Regions from separate parts of the Drosophila melanogaster genome. Here region 2 is linked to region 1. Evidence: chromatin contacts called from public Hi-C data. All regions are on one chromosome and are shown on one strand. The core of a region is the stretch at or near the end of the contact, and the rest is flanking DNA. Distances in the headings are between cores, read along the strand shown. Region 1 holds the start of ifc (infertile crescent). Region 2 holds the start of Rca1 (Regulator of cyclin A1).

Region 1 (5,070 bases), core at 1,890-4,389:
CGCGATGTCATTGCCCAGGCCCAGTCGGGTGAGTAAATGGCTCCGAGTCCCCCATCATCATCTTCACCATCATCCCCCTCGATCAGTCACAAAGAAAAACTTTCGAGAATGTGCAAAATCGGCGAAAAAACAGCACGATGACTCAGCCGCTGCGCCTGTATTTCTTTGTTGAAATTCCGCTTTGCAGCACTCTCTTTCTTCTCCTTATACTCTCTCTCTTCCGTCCGCTCTCTTCGATTGTCGGCGTCGTTGCGCTTGCGCGCCACTTTTCGCTGACCAGCTGCGTTTCGGTTTCTCGGCCGCCAGGCCAGAAGAAAGTTCCCAGAAAGAAGGTCGCTCTTCGAGCGCTCTTGGCGAATTCCAGCTGCTATGCGTTTTTAAGGTCATCTGTTCCAAATGCGATCTACCTACATTGCTCATTCGGCACTAATCCATTTTGCAGGCTCTGCAAAAGAGGCTCTATATACATATTAATATAGTTCATTCTCAACTCCTGTTTTGTGTTCTGGCACTTGCACCTGCCTATCGATGTATAGGCAGGGATTAGTGGCCAGCTCGACCCTGAAATGGCACATCAGCTACCTGATGAAACGATGGACAACTGTCTTTATTCCATTGATCTTTCCGTCATTCAAGTTTACGCCTAACAGAATTGCATAACAAATGGCGTACTGGTTAGTCGAAAATTGGAATTTTGCTGAATTTCCATAAGAATATCACATAGTTAGAAAAGTAATTGTGTATAGTCCGTAGCACACACTATTCTGCATACTAACCATTTTACCTTTAATCTCCTCCGTAGGAACTGGCAAGACTGCCACCTTCTCGATTGCTATCCTTCAGCAAATCGACACGAGCATTCGCGAGTGCCAGGCGCTGATCCTGGCCCCCACTCGCGAGTTGGCCACGCAGATCCAGCGCGTGGTGATGGCGCTCGGCGAGTACATGAAGGTGCACTCGCACGCCTGCATTGGCGGCACTAACGTGCGCGAAGACGCCCGCATCTTGGAATCCGGTTGCCATGTGGTGGTGGGCACTCCTGGCCGCGTCTACGACATGATCAACCGCAAGGTGCTGCGCACCCAGTACATCAAGCTGTTCGTGCTGGATGAGGCCGATGAGATGTTGTCCCGCGGTTTCAAGGATCAGATCCAGGATGTCTTCAAGATGCTGCCCCCAGATGTGCAGGTCATCCTGCTGTCCGCCACCATGCCGCCGGATGTGCTCGAAGTGAGCCGTTGCTTCATGCGTGATCCCGTCAGCATCCTGGTTAAGAAGGAGGAACTGACCCTTGAGGGTATCAAGCAGTTTTACGTCAACGTGAAGCAGGAGAACTGGAAACTGGGCACCCTTTGCGATCTGTACGATACGCTGTCCATCACCCAGTCGGTAATCTTCTGCAACACCCGTCGCAAGGTAAATTCACTCATTCTTATAATTGTGTGAAGCTGGATTAGTTTCAATCGCAAAGCCGATAAGTTGCTAACAAAAATGTCTACCCATTCTTCAGGTGGACCAACTGACCCAGGAGATGTCTATCCACAACTTCACCGTCTCGGCCATGCACGGCGACATGGAGCAGCGTGATCGCGAGGTCATCATGAAACAATTCCGTTCGGGCTCGTCTCGTGTTCTGATTACCACTGATTTACTGGCGCGCGGTATTGATGTGCAGCAGGTGTCGTTGGTCATCAACTATGATCTGCCCTCGAACCGCGAGAACTACATTCATAGGTAAGTGCTCACCACCTCGCCCCTGAATCTACTCAGCTATGTGCTATACTAAACATGATACCATCACTTTCAATCTATTTCAGAATTGGTCGCGGTGGTCGTTTCGGTCGCAAGGGTGTTGCGATCAACTTTATTACAGATGATGATCGACGAATCCTTAAGGATATTGAACAGTTCTACCACACAACAATTGAGGAAATGCCTGCTAATATTGCCGATTTGATTTAAATTTTTTCTGCTGAGCCGCAAAACAACTAAGAAAGAATTCTAAACAAAAAGTGAGTGAGCAAAACAGCAAACAAGAACTGCGAAATCGATAACCGAGCGCAACTATAAATTATTCAAAGATCAACAAGTCAAGTTAAATATTTATTATTCAAATATTAATTCGAAAAGGCAGCCGACCGACCACCCAAAAAAAGGACTAAACCAGGACAGAGCAGCAACATCTTCAGCAGCGGCGCAGCAGCAGTAACATCAGCAGCAGCGGAAGCGGCAGCAACACCACCACCAATTGCCGATTAGCCGGAACCCCTCTGTATCCATTTAGTTCTCTGTGTATCATCAATTTTAAAACTGCGTTGTCAACCAGCAACAACAAATATATACAAATATATAAAAAAAAAAAAACAAAACTTAAAACAACATTTGCATCTATCTAAAAAAAGTAATATCTGAAACCAGGTACAAGATACCACTTGCTAAGAAGAGCGAGGAACTAAACGCAAAAGCCACAATATCAGAACACCTTTTTGCCGCACCTTTGTTTTAGCTTTTTCTAGAACTATTGATAAAAATATATTAAAACAAAACAAAATACATATGTACACATTATGTTTAAATATACCACTCCTAAAAAACAGCTGACAACCGAAGCAACATTTTACGCTAAACACGAACACACAGCGAATCCACCCAGATCTATAAATGTATTAACATATAGCTATATATCTTTCGGGGTATGGCCAAAAAATATATGGTTGCCGCTATTGGGTGTATAGCATGAGTTGATATAGCTGTGGATATATACAATTGGGTGGTATTGTAGATTATGTTTAACAAAGCGGAAGTAAATTCCTTATCTCAAAACAGTAGAACGAAAATGGCTGTTTTTGAAAAGTTTTTATGTATCTGTTACGTACGGTTTGGGTTAACCTCATATTAACCCAAACCTTTTTAGCCAATTTCATAAGCTTTCGCTTTAAAACCAGCTCTCTAAGCAAGATGAGTTCCAAAAGTTAAACTAATTTTTTAAAACTTTCAACACCACTCCACTGCATATACTTTTAAAACGAAAGCGCAGTGGGTAAGTTGCATTTCGTTAAGCCTTCACATCAACTTATCGGTTGAAATTCTGATAACAAGCTATCGATAATCTATCGATTCGACTCGCAGCCCTATCACGTCAGGTCATATTAATTTTTCAATCCGCCCAGTTGGATGTTTGGACAGTTTCCTTCCTCGCGCCGGTCGATAATGTTGGCCAACTAACACCGACCTGTAGCACGTCACCCGTAATAACCCATAACCGCAACCAGTCCAAGCATCCAAGATGGGACAGAAAGTTTCGCGCACCGACTTCGAGTGGGTGTACACGGAGGAGCCGCACGCCTCGCGGCGCAAGATCATACTGGAGAAGTACCCGCAGATCAAGAAGCTCTTTGGCCACGACCCGAATTTCAAGTGGGTGGCCGGCGCAATGGTGCTCACACAGATCCTGGCGCTGTTCGTCGTGAAGGACCTGTCGTGGTCGTGGCTCATCGTGGCCGCCTATTGCTTCGGCGGCATCATCAACCACTCGTTGATGCTGGCCGTTCACGAGATCTCGCACAACCTGGCCTTTGGACACAGCAGACCTATGCACAACCGGATCTTGGGCTTCATCTGCAACCTGCCCATCGGGTTGCCCATGAGCATTTCCTTCAAAAAGTACCATCTGGAACATCACCGGTACGTGCCAATCGGTTCGAATTCATACCCTAAACCGCACCCTCACGCACACATGGGCATTAACACTTTTCTCTGGGCAATAGGGCGTAGTCACACAGTAAACAGCGAAAACATCATCCCATTCCGCATTTATCCATTTAAAAGCCGGCTTGTGTTGTTCAACACTGATTGCTCTCCATTGGGTTTCATGTGAATTTTCACCCCGCAAACTTGTGAATCAGTTTTCATGTTGTTCCCTTTTGCCGGGCATCGAGTGCGTCTTAATTGCGCCGATTAGATAAGGTTGTAGTTATATGTGTATCCGAATAGGCGCTCAATTGGTCACGTAGCTCAGTGATTTGCCACTCGACTTCTCGGCTGCAAGTCGCGTTCAGTTGAGTCACTGCTTCGCCTTCCGCAAAAAGTTCCCGAAATATTATTCAAACTAATTTTATGAGTGTTGTTTATGTTTACAGTTACAGTCATTCACTATGTTTCTAGTCGTAGATAGTGTTTATCTTATCGCCCAGGTGCACCATTGGGCGGATCATTGATTGTCGTTCAACAACGTCCCAATCCCAAATGTTCGCTTCTCAGTCCCAACTAAGTCTAAAATAAGTCATGTACGTAAATCATCACAAACTATCTGCATTCTAAAAAAATTATATTGCTAACTACATGCTATGCATACATTGTTCACCGTTCACCAGCTCAATAAACTGTAACGTTTATTTGTCCTTTCAGTTACCAAGGTGATGAGGCAATTGACACTGACATACCCACACTGCTGGAGGCGCGCCTGTTTGACACCACATTTGGAAAATTTCTGTGGGTGTGCCTGCAGCCTTTTTTTTACATTTTCCGTCCACTGATTATTAACCCGAAGCCACCTACACGCCTGGAGATTATTAACACCGTGGTGCAGCTAACTTTCAACGCCCTGATCGTTTACTTTCTGGGCTGGAAGCCACTGGCCTATCTGTTGATCGGCAGTATTCTAGCAATGGGACTGCACCCGGTGGCCGGACACTTTATCTCGGAGCACTACATGTTCGCCAAGGGCTTTGAGACGTACTCCTACTACGGTCCGCTCAACTGGATCACCTTCAATGTGGGCTACCACAACGAGCATCACGACTTTCCGGCGGTGCCCGGCTCCAGGCTGCCAGAGGTTAAGCGCATCGCTAAGGAATTCTACGACACAATGCCACAGCACACCAGCTGGACCCGGGTTCTGTACGACTTCATCATGGACCCAGCAGTGGGACCTTACGCACGCGTGAAGCGACGCCAGCGCGGCCTGGCCTCCTAAGCCATCGATGCTATTCAAGGTTTCCTGCCATGAATGTAATCTCAGCGTTAGACCTAAAACGGCTTTTTTATGTATATATACACCGTAGAGACATT
Region 2 (5,167 bases), core at 2,589-5,088, 870 kb after region 1:
CTTTATTCTGTAATTTAATCTGCTAATTGGCAAGTCCCAATAAAGCGTTTTTAAATTTGCACATCTGAGTTCAGCCATTTGTCATGTGCAATGCACGTGTCCTATTCAAAAAAAAAAAAGAAACTGGGATGGATGGTTTTGTTTTTTAAAATACAACAAAATCGCAATTGGCGAATCAATCAAATTTCGCAAATTGCCTGCTGATACTGCAATGTATCAAGTTACCAAAAAAAAAAAAGGAGCAGTTCAATTTTATTTAAAACATTTTTAATTTCCTAATACATTTTCGCTGATTGATAGGTATTTTTTTTTTTTAATATTTCTTGCAATTTATTGAGAGCACTTCTATAGGATTTCCTATCCTATTTTTCTGCAATTCATAGATCGCAGAAATGATTAAATTTTATCTGGCAGACTTAACTGCTCCTTCGACTTCTGGCTCGCCCACATCGTGAAATGCGAAAACATTAAAATGATAAATGAGTGCGATTATTCCCTTATTACCATCAAATTAATAATGCTCCTCTGGCTCTCAACTTTGGCCCGGTAATCAGTTTAATTTTTGTTTTCCTTTCGCCACTCCCAGGTAAAAGGACAAAAAAGCACGGGTAACCAAGCGATTTATTGACTAAAAATGAATTACCACGCAGTGGGCCATCATAAAACAGAGCAAATAGTTGGTCACTTGTAGAGAAAGTGCAAACGTTGAGATACCCTAGAAAGCAGCAACATTAAATCTTTCTAAACATAAGAAGTAAAAGTGACATTAAGATATTCTTCAAACTTTTTAAAACTAGGGAACATACATCCATTAACAACTCAATTTTAACAAGTTAACAACCTACGAAAGGGTAGCAAGAATGAGTACTCATATACTTATAAACCCACCGCCGAAATCAAACACAATCAAGCGAATTGGGTTCCGTTCCAGTTTGAGTTCCAGTTCGGGTTACTTTGCTTGCACAGCCATTTGAGTTTGTCCGTTCGTTTGGTTAAAAATAATCCGACCACTTCGCGTGGCCGCAAGGACACCCAGGATGGCCTCCCACCGCGGTAAACATCGTTTGTCAAATGCTCCGACTGCCCCGTCCAGCTCCAAGCCACGACAACTCACAATGCCATCCTGGCCAGCTCCATCTCCAACTCCACCCCATCCTCCATCCTCCACCTTCAGTTCCAGTTGCAGTGTGTCCAGTGTGGATGGGTGACTTCCTTCCTTGGTCGAAGGACTTACGTGAGTCGCGGCCGTGCGATAAAATAACCGGTTACAAAATATTTGTTGACATTCCGCGGTAAATTACCATAATTAGTTGATTCGAGCGACCGACCCATGTTTGATCGGGCTGTCATGGGTTAAAGCACCAATGGAGTGGAATGGGTGTGCGTGCAGCGACATAATGCCAAAACAGGGCACTGCCCACTGCCAAAAGGATAATAATTAGAGCATATGTACGGATTGAGTGCAAATATTGACAGGAGCTGCCCTTCCTTTCCCCCATTTGTCATCATTCCGGGTCGTTCTGGTGCGTAAACTCAAATTAATCAGCCGCATATCAATATCCGTGCAAACATAGCTCCACATCAAAACATATGTATGCATATATGCGCTACATATGTCGCGACCTTTTGGACATGGATTTGCCTTGCCTCAAGGATTTTCCCTCAGCCATAAGGAATTGTGTTCTGTTGACAGTAGTTTTTGGGGTGAAGGTTAGTTAGCATTCTCGAAGCAGGACAAGGCAAATAGATTCATGGTATGGTAAAGTCGCGATTTGTACAGGAAGTAATGTAAGTCCTTAAAGTAAAGTCAAGGAAATGAGTTGAGACTTATTTTTGAAAACAATATTTATGAGTGCAAGAGCACTACTTCATTATTCAACCAACAACATATTATTTCTAGCAAATCTTGTAATATTTTATATAATACTTTAAATATCATTGCAGTTATCTTCTATATACACCTAAGATAAATCAATGCCTAGCACATATCCCTAGTTCGACTCATTCGGCTCCCATTGACAAAGTCATTAGTTAACATCCCTCTGATCTCAAAGCAAACAGGGTGACCACGACTTCCCAGGACCGAACCAAATGAACCACAGATTAATCCCAAAGCCACGACGACAATTAATATGCTGCCATATCCACGCCCGAAAAAAAAAAAAGATGGGCAAACCGGTCAGTGGAAAAGAGATTAGAACAGTCAAATGACTTTAAATTAAGCCGATGTGCGTCTGTCCGTCGATTTAATTAAAATCAAAACAAAATCTTTGCCCGCCGACACGCCCCTTTTGGTGGCAGCAAATAGACAAATAATAAAACCATAAATAATGCAAAACAATAAACGAGCAAGTATTCATAAATTATTAACGCAGAAGCTGCTGGCCGACAAAAGGCAGCGCAAATACCCAAAATATTTTGCCAAAGCATTTAGAAGGACAATGAGGCACGAACCAGATGACAGAATCCGGGGTAGAATAGCAAATCCCCGCAGCAAATAATTGAGCCTCATAAAGGAAATATCATTCATTGATTTTCCCCCGGCAACCACAACAGATTCTCGACCTCTCATCTTTCCCAGCAAGTGGATGAAGTCGTCGGGCGGTTGCAAATGGTCCTTGGAATGGGAATGGGCACGAGCATGGGTTGGCCAGTGGTGGTGGGTCATGGGGCTTCATTTAGCTGACTCTATGGACAGCTGACGAAACTATCCACCTAGCGGCGAAGGAAGACTTTCACATGAATCCCAAATCTATGCCCCGTCATGATTTGCACAAAAAACTTGAGCTGGCAAATTTGTCAGTGGGCACAAAGGACGCGGCAAAGAAGAAGATGAGGGAAGCGGAACGGAAAAAATCTAAGGACGAGTCAGGGAGAACAAATGATAAATTATTGAGGGATTTTCGTTAATTTGATGACACTGATGATGGCCAAGGCCAGATTATCCTGACTGCCGAATTTTGATTGGGCCAAACAGGGAACAGAAGACATATCTCATAAAATAATTTGTAATGATTTCAATTTTAATAGATATAGATATACTTATGTTCGATTAAAATCTTTTTGTTATAGGCGTAGAAATTTAAATAGCACCATATGTCAGCTAATCGAGAGTATTTTTATAAGCTTATCAACATAATTTTACCAATGTCTTCAAAGCTAAGACGATGAAATACACTTTTAATATATATAATATAATATAATAATATAATATAATATAATAATATAATAATAATATATAAGATGTTAAACGGAATCCCGTTTTTATAAAGTGAATGTTTTCAAACTATTACTTATTTCCATATTTAATAAGTGAAAGTTTTCTATTTTCGAATTGGTATTAAAGCAATAAGCTGAGTATATAGGTATTTATTTTATACTTATGGCGTAAGGCATGGAAATATAATTTATTGAAAGTCAAATTCTTGGTGTTTTTAACTTAATGAACTGATTATACATATTATTTATCACTCTTATTCTTTATTTTACTTCTTTTTTCGAGAGCATTAGTCGCAAGTGCGTCTTCGCTAGCTTTGGAATGTGTACTCGCTAATATGGAAGTATGTACACACTGCATAGAATGAAAAAACGCTATCTTATTCCAGAACCTCAAATCTTGTACAGCTTGAACTCTTTTAGACATGTTTATAAATGGCTGAAGTTGCTTATGTTAATAGGAGTCTACGATTAACTGTCAGATTCCAATAATCCGATCAAGTGGCATCTTTTAATGCACAAGTTTAAATGGTTTGCCTAACAGTCACGATAATATATATCAAATGGTTGGCAACGCGATACGTAGCATTCTGAGTTGACCCGACAATGAACTGGTATCTATTTAGTAGCCAGTTAGTATTTTATTGGGGCGGTCACACTGATCCGTACCCAAAAACAATCAACCGATGCGAAAAGCATAACAATTCGAAAGTTTAAAATTCGGTCAAGATGAGCGCCTATTATCGGCGCGCGGCGTTGCGGAAGAAGAGCCCAAGCCGAGGGTCATCCTTCGAGTTGGAGATGAACGAGTCTGGCTACACATCCTTCCTGGCGCTGCACAATTCCACCGCGGAGACGCCATTTTTATTGGAGGACGCTGAGGGCGAAAACTGTCGCAATGCATCGAATACCACAACATTCTTTCGGGGGCTGAACACGCCCAGTGGCCACCAGGAGCAGGACCTTTACTGGGGCAAGCCCTATCCCAGAACACAGCCCCAAAAGAAATTTTCCGCGGAGGAGGAGCCTTTCTCTATGACTCCGCGTCTGCAGGATGAGCATAGTCTGCCCAAGCGACGCAAGAAACACTTTCAATCGCCACACAGTAGCCCCAAGAAGTCCAAAAAGCTGCTCTTTCCCCACATAGAAGAACCGCCCAAGAATCGCTTCTACGGCGGTGTCGAAAAGCTGGATATCGTGGCCAAGCTGGCGCAATGGCAACCGGCACTGCAGTGCATACTGCGTCATGTGGGCGCCCACACGCTGGACGTGATGACCAAGGTATCGCCGGCCTGGAAGCAGGCTGTTTATCGCAGCCAACGCGACTTGGAGCGCCTACAGAACCACCGACTCAAATTGAATCTAACCAAAGAGAATCCTCACGTGCCCAAGCGGTGCAGCCATGTGCCCAAGGCAAACCACACAGTGCCATTGCAGACCTCGAACCATAGCAGCCTGGCCAACAGCGCCGCCTCGCTAATGGACTCGGGCAACTCGAGCATCCACCTGATGGACGTGGATGCCGGAAGGGTGCTGCGCGAGCAGACGCAGCGCGTCAAGTGTCCGCGATGCGGTCGAGGCAGCCGGGTTTTCATAAGCGAGGCGGCCAAGTGTGGCGAAAACCTATTGTCGCAAACTCTGCCTATTGGACGTACAACCAGCACATTCCCCTGCATGACGGGTCCGCCTCTCAAACGCTTCCTGTCCCTGGATCTTGACGAGGTCAGGACTTCACCGCAAGGACCGCCATATAACTTCGCCGAATGCACCAGTGTCATCTGCCAGTTTCGGTTCTGCGTCAACTGTCTGTGCAAGTCGCATCCCGGCGAGCGTTGCCTGGTCACCGAACTGGACACACCATCCAAACTGATGATGCCACGGGAGCGACTGACGCCGCCACAACGTGCCCAGAACCGTGATCCGAAAATCACAAGGAAGAACTCGCTCAAGC

The links. A called contact is a pair of places that touch in the nucleus more often than the background predicts.
Region 2: a Hi-C map of the Kc167 cell line shows a contact between it and region 1, with 2.2 times the contacts expected there. The contact joins the promoter of Rca1 here to the promoter of ifc in region 1. A contact is called at or near these places in 2 of 107 Hi-C or Micro-C datasets (the Kc167 cell line and the S2 cell line).

The regions. Positions count from the first base shown.
Region 1 is chr2L:5,983,209-5,988,278 of dm6, forward strand. It overlaps ifc (infertile crescent), which reads left to right and starts at 3,140. Exons shown (of 2, transcript NM_057246.5): 1 at 3,140-3,684; 2 at 4,408-5,070. The coding sequence starts at 3,287. The coding sequence ends at 4,975. eIF4A (eukaryotic translation initiation factor 4A) reads left to right here. Exons shown (of 5, transcript NM_001258978.3): 2 at 1-28; 3 at 803-1,416; 4 at 1,511-1,734; 5 at 1,818-2,701. The coding sequence ends at 1,962.
Region 2 is chr2L:6,848,477-6,853,643 of dm6, forward strand. It overlaps Rca1 (Regulator of cyclin A1), which reads left to right and starts at 3,839. Exons shown (of 1, transcript NM_057866.3): 1 at 3,839-5,167. The coding sequence starts at 3,946.